Regions from separate parts of the Bombyx mori genome. Here region 1 is linked to region 2. Evidence: chromatin contacts called from public Hi-C data. All regions are on one chromosome and are shown on one strand. The core of a region is the stretch at or near the end of the contact, and the rest is flanking DNA. Distances in the headings are between cores, read along the strand shown.

Region 1 (3,546 bases), core at 672-3,171, 660 kb after region 2:
GATTTTCACTGGTAGCTATCTGCGATAGTGCTTCTGTTACATGTTTCGGTGCGTGATAGTCAGGAAAGCCCTGACCAAGGTTCACGGCAGGCTTATACTCTGCAGCTAATTGTATGTACTCAACCCTGTAAATTTAAATTTGGTTGGTTTTGTTTTGGATTTTAAATCAGTATAGATATCATAATGTGAATGCCGTCATACAAAAAGCCACAAGATTAGTTTTAAATGTATTATTTTGGTTCCCAAGCAATTTTGGGCAAGATATTTTCTTTCTAAAATGAGATGATAATCGGAGAACCCCATAGCCAAATTACTTTAAAATCCTATCTCTAGTTCCTTTTATATTGATACAAAGTACTTACCAATTAGAAAACTTTGCAATTGGATAAAGTTAGTAAATTTAACATCATTTTTAAATAAAAATTTAGGAAAATGAAATAGACATAAAATTCAGTAAATACCAAGCATAATAATTAATGCAAAATACATAAAAATACTTCAGTATTTAATTATTTTATGGTTAAAATATTAAAACTGCAAAGTGTGATCTTGTTTTATTGCCGTATATGCAGACAAGCATACGGTCAGTGGATACCGATTGTCAGTGGATACCGTCGCTCACGCACGTCAGCAATGCCAGGGGTAGAGTCAAGCCGCTGCCTACCAAACGATATGGTAATTAAGCATTCTGTTGACCTTTTTTTTCCTACCTAAGCTGATGGTCTTGAGAGACCCTATCAACGTCATCAGGCGAGTAGGTGAACTCACGGGGCTCAAATCTGACGTTGTTGCTAACACGAACCCTAGCAGGAGCCGTGCTTTGCAGAATCTACCACCGGATCGGAAACGCGACTCACTGAGAAGATCCGGCGAGAAACTCAGTGGGCTGTGTCTGTGGGTTAATTAATTCGCCGAGCCGTTCGTCGCGAGCTACGGGTTCGACGAGAACGATGATCTGTTGACCAAACAACGTTAAATGTTTACGTAATAGTAGTTATTATAGTACAGTTTAACAACAAATTGTTTTCTTGGATATAGTTAGGAGTTGTGAGTACTTGTGATGCGAATTAATAGTAAAAACCGATTGAAAAAATATACTTTTTACTACAGATAATAAGTTTAATTGTAAACGTACCATACGCTTTTCTCACCAGCTCCATAACGTTCCGGCAATCGAAACTTTTCTGCCATTGTACGACAAACACTCAATTGTCGAATAAAATGTTCTATTTTCACACTCCTCGATAGACTACTGTAATTCACAGCAGCGAACAACCCTCGGCTCGTTCTAAACATTATAAATATCAATAAATAGATAAAACGAGATAAAGCGCGCTATTTAAATATGATCCTTAACCTATTACGACATGACAGTCCAGATAAAAACGTCAATTTCTTTCACGTACATAAGCGTTGATTATTAATTTAGCAATGTGAAGAACGACGAAATACTCACATATTTTAAATATTTTAATGTTCCATTATTTACATACATACGCGTACATAATTTTTTTTTTAAGAGATTTTATGACCTGGTAACTGAGACCTTTAAGTCATGTCTTATTTCAATCTATATTCTTAATTTTATGAAAAATTATTATAATATTATGGAGCGAAATGAAATGAAAATGATTAATTTGAGACATTAATCAACTGGGATGAAATTAAATGAGATGCTATGAGATGAAATCTAATCTTAGTAAAATGGTGGTCATTTACTAAGATTTTTCAGTGGACTTTTTGGAGAATCCCAAGAAGCTACGTCCAGCGGCTTTGTTTCATTTTCCCACATTTGTGCACTTTCACAGATATTAAACGGTTAATAAACCACCATTATTACACATTTAAACCCGAAGAAACACTAAATAGACAAAATAAAACAAATCACACAACTTCATTTCTCGCGTTCCCGCCAAAAAGTCACGCGTACATACATAGAATACTTAAACATAGATTATACACTTAATATTAGAGAATACTTATAGATACGTCAGTCAGGGATATAGATAATACACTTATCTTAATTTTAAAACGGCAGGGACATTGAATTTGGTCTCCTTTTTTTTGATTTTCGGATTTTTTTTAATTTTTAGTTATTTCTTCGTCGTTTGTTCGTTAATGTTCGAATTTAAATATTTATTGTCCGTCTTTTATTTATTTATAATGAATTAAACAAATGTTCACTCTTAAGTTGGCCTCCTTTACTGATATCTTTATTTTTATCGCTCAGATTAATTAATTTTGATCAATTATCGATTGTTCGATGACTATTGGCGATTGTTCGATCATAAAAACAATTAAATTCCCAATTCTTATTTATTTTATATCTAATAAGCAAACCATCAATCACCTCACGCCACCTTTTGTTTGATTTTCGGTTTATTTTTTATTTTTAATTGTTCGTCGTTTGTTTGTTAATTAACTAAGCAGATGATCACTTTATACTCTATAAACAGGATTTTATTTAAAAAAAATATTTATTTACGTCTATATTAACTTTATTATTATTATCGAGAAGTATCTTGATTGATATATATTACAAGGCTTGGTTTTTTTTATTCAGATTCATTTGTATTGTTAAATATGAAACATAAGGTATTTTATCTAATAAGTTTATTCTTCCATATTAAATGAATTTCTACTAAATGTCCCTGCAATATATTTCTTGAACTTATAAATAATTATCATTTCAACAAAAACAGATCAGGTGATCATTTGTTTAATTAATTATAAATAAATAAAAGACGAACAAACAACAAATGGGCCGTGGTTCATCTACCCATATTTTTTTTGTAAAATAAAATAAAAGTCAAACACTTTTCCGGCAATGACAATTTAGGTATTAATAACATTTTATGTACCTATTTCCCGAGTCCTCGTTCGCCTTATTTATGTGCATTAATTTTGTCAGCATCAATCGACCTAATAACAAACTCGTGTACAGTCGGATACAAAATTTTATGACATAAATATTTATAATTATTTTTTATTACGCTTCTTCTTATAATCTGTTAAGATGAGATACACTTTATATACTTTGAGAGAAAATTAACATTAATATTATACGTATCATATATTTAGATCTATATGTGATTTAAAACTATATTAAAGCTACATATGAAAATTGTCGTGATTGGATTTTTACTGTGGTTTCTTGTTGTCTTCGAAGATATACGAAGATACGGGGCTAAGTCACTGTTTCGCGCTATAGGACTTTTTTAACTTACGCATAAATAAGACATGACGCAGCGCTCAAGAAACACTGTGGAGGATTTCATTCCAGATTATTTACGAATAATACTGAAAAATAGCTTTGATTCAATTAAATATGTTAGAACGAATAGTCACTGATCTGCAAATTTTTGTATAGAATATGTGTTTGTCTGTATCTGTGTGGATGCGTGTGTATCAGCATTAGGCATGATGCGATCACTAGCCCGCATTTACTAGTAGTAGAGGGCGGTGTGGGCCCGCACGGCTTGATGGGTGTTAAGACCGTAATACGACACTATCACGGCAATCCTTTTTTTTTTTTTTTTGGGTGAC
Region 2 (3,319 bases), core at 44-2,543:
ATTCAGTTCTACCACAACTTTACGGACCCTAGCTGATACTTCGAACACGTGTTAATGACGTCATCATCTCTGACAATTAACTCATCGTCAACAATCATTTAATTCTGCAACAACAACTTTACGGACTACACTAATGAAGTTAGAAATTCGTTTTAAGAGAGACATGACAGTTTCCGTTCCAGATTAAATATAGTGTTAATTCTTTGGGGTCCTTCACGAAGAAATTCTCTGACTTAATCTCCGCTTAAAACCAGAGAAGAAGAGCTCATATACCGTGAATGATGAAAAAAAATTTTAACGTACATTTTTTTTCATATGTAACATTTTGTATATAGCTGTAAGTAGCCTAATGGTCTGCAAGGCTCTACTAAAATTTAAAACCCTTTATAGGACACTTTCAGTAAATATAATGGTATTTATTTACTTCAATTCGAATGAATTCCTTTTGAGGGTGCGCCTCAGACGTAATGACATGTTCTTAAAACGAGCTTTGAAGAGTCGCATTGCTGTTGTCCATGGGCGACGATGACTATTCACGATCGGAGAGGTGACGGCTCGTCTGGCTATTAAGAAAAAAACGTACTATTCCAACTAAGTCTCCTTTTCCATATTCGCCGACGAGTTCCTTCTTTCCATTCGGATGCGTGATGACAGATCTCAACCGACCGCTTAGCACGATGAAAGTAGACCCCGACTCCTCGTCCTGGCGGTAGACCGCGCGGCCAGACTCTAGAAACACCTGGGACGACAATACAAAGTCATTTACTGGTGGTAGGACCTCTTGTGAGTCCGCACGGGTTAGTACCACCACCCTGCCTATTTCTGCGTGAAGCAGTAATGCGTTTCGGTTTGAAGGGCGGGGCAGCTGTTGTAACTATACTGAGACCTTAGGACTTATATCTCAAGGTGGGTGGCGCATTTACGTTGTAGATGTCTATGGTCTCCAGTAACCACTCAACACCAGGGGGGGCTGTGAGCTCGTCCACCCATCTAAGCAATAAAATAAAATAAAGTCAGTTTTTTTCAAATGAGAATAACAAAACAAAAAAAAAATTATAATACAAAAAGTAGTAATCTAAATCTTGACGAATCAGTAATTGTGGTACAATTCCAATTATTGGGCGAATACTATAGTATAAAAAACAACATAGGTTGTTTGTCAACCTATCAAGTACAAATTAACATAATGAGTGCAACCAAATGTTTATAAACATGATAGTTTTATCAATACATAAAGAGGTCAAAAGAGGCAAACGCATTACACGGAGATTGCTCATTCCTATAAAATAATTGATTTAACAAGAACGTCTCGAAAATGAAGATATTCCATTTAATTATATTATTATTTATTGTGGAATGTAATTGTGGAATAATTGACGGCGTACTAGATACTGTGAAGGGCACTACGGGATCTATTACTAATGGAGTGGGAAGCATGTGGTCATTTGGAAAAGGACTCGTCTTGGGTGATCACCATAACAAAAGACCAGCAGGTGACAGTGTTCAAACGCATAACGGTATCATTGGTGGAATCATAAGTAATATTCACGAAAGAATTCACAGCTTTCGAGAAAACATTCATGGATTTTTCTCATTAAATAAAAATAAAAATGAATCCGATAGAGGATTTGTTGGAGGCATGATCGACAGAGTGAAATATCGAGTGATGTCATTCAAAGAACTATTCGTCGGACACGAACTTAAGCCATTAGAAGTGTTTAACAAAACTCAAATAGATTACGTGGATAAAACTAGACCCATCAGAGACAGCTTGAACAAGTATATATTCGGCAAAGAAGATAAAAGGCCTGTTTCGAACCTCATTGACTTTCTCGACGCGTTCAAGGACCGACTAGTGGCTATTCGTCGTAATATAACTGAAGAAAAGCACAGTGAAACTACTGATGGCGCAGGGATGTTGGACGTAAGAGCAAATTTCGACAATCTAGGTCGAGCTGCCGACGCGAGACACTTAAGCGCCCAAGCCAAAGATACTTTTAATCAAGTACAAGATTCTGTAAACCCTATGAATAAAAACACACAAAGTAATTTCCATAATACCGTCGACAAAATTGATGAGAATTTCCAATATGGTTATAAAACCTTCAACGAACAGATAGATAAATTTAGGGGTGATTTTTATATGAACAAAAATAATATAAATTCCATGAACAGGAACTCACAACAGGAATTTCGAAACAGCCTCAGTAATGCAGAGAAAAATATCGTTGAAGCTTACAATGCTGTCAGCGAAGCTACGGATAAGTACGGAAGGAATATTAATGGAAAAAATACCAATGTTGAGAAAGGCTATAAAAACGTTTTAGATAAAGAAATGGAACTAATGGAACATGGTGTCAAAAAAATTGCCAATGCGAATGATGGAGCAATGGTTTTTAGAGATTGAATTGTGTGATTGAGAACCCAAACTAAATAGAATGTTTTAGTAAGTTAAGTAAAATAAAATGATTCGTTCGAGTACTTTATTTAGTGGACCTGCCCCGCGGCTACAACTGCATTAAATTTGCAGTTCAGAAATAATTAAACACCTTTTCGTTTCCAAAGATAAAAGATAAAGAGTCGCTTATCACCCTCTGTAGTTCGTTTACTACAAGCCGTTTTGAAGATCCGTTCGTACGTAAAATCACAAAGTCTCATGAATACACTTTTGTATTTATAACAGCAGATATACACGGCCGACGTTGGCCGGGCCATGACATGTAACATGATAAAAATACCCTAATTGTAAAATAAACCATGCGCCTTTATCTATCTGTTAAACCGAAATGCATAAATTTTGCAACAGAAATAGGCAGACGGTACCAATCTCATATGTTCTATCAGCACTAGGCCGAAATTCAACTGTATGTGTCAAGTTGATCGTATGCATTCCCGTCCCGATAACTACTAACTGGGCCAAACACTTTGCATTAGGATGAAAGTACATCTGTCTATATCAACATTAATAGTTGTTCCTGGAAGAAAAGCCGGTGTGTTTGATCTAATATTTGTTTTAAGGGTCTCACCCAATCCAGAGCGAAGTCCACTTGGCGCACGAACGGCGACAGTCTCCGCACGACGGTGTTGGCGATGTGCAACACCACCGAGGGTCTTTCTCTCATGATGCTGTACACAGTGGTCTTGGACAGCAGACCGATCCTCGAGAAGTGTTTCGCTCGTATAGAAAAGAAACTTGGCTCGCCCGTTAGAACTGCAAGTCCGCCTTCCACTTCACCTGGCACAAATAAAACGTCCACTTATCCATTGAGTCTCATGTCTGTGAACTGAACTCATCATCATCATTCTCCTGCCCTTCTCC

Evidence for each region. Hi-C and Micro-C count contacts between places; a contact is called where the count stands out from the background.
Region 1: a Hi-C map of posterior silk gland shows a contact between it and region 2, with 2.0 times the contacts expected there. The contact joins the promoter of LOC101742893 here to the promoter of bmp0909-12 in region 2. A contact is called at or near these places in 2 of 7 Hi-C or Micro-C datasets (middle silk gland and posterior silk gland).

Annotation. Positions count from the first base shown.
Region 1 is chr15:3,204,431-3,207,976 of ASM3026992v2, forward strand. LOC101742893 (kynurenine aminotransferase) reads right to left here and starts at 1,922. Exons shown (of 9, transcript XM_004928586.2): 1 at 1,457-1,922; 2 at 1,136-1,288; 3 at 1-125. The coding sequence starts at 1,191. It overlaps LOC119629537 (a long non-coding RNA gene), which reads left to right and starts at 3,412. Exons shown (of 3, transcript XR_009975097.1): 1 at 3,412-3,546.
Region 2 is chr15:2,545,011-2,548,329 of ASM3026992v2, forward strand. It overlaps bmp0909-12, which reads left to right and starts at 1,294. Exons shown (of 1, transcript NM_001098313.1): 1 at 1,294-2,478. The coding sequence starts at 1,316. The coding sequence ends at 2,407. LOC101741635 (neuropathy target esterase sws) reads right to left here. Exons shown (of 28, transcript XM_062672402.1): 13 at 3,027-3,235; 14 at 584-739.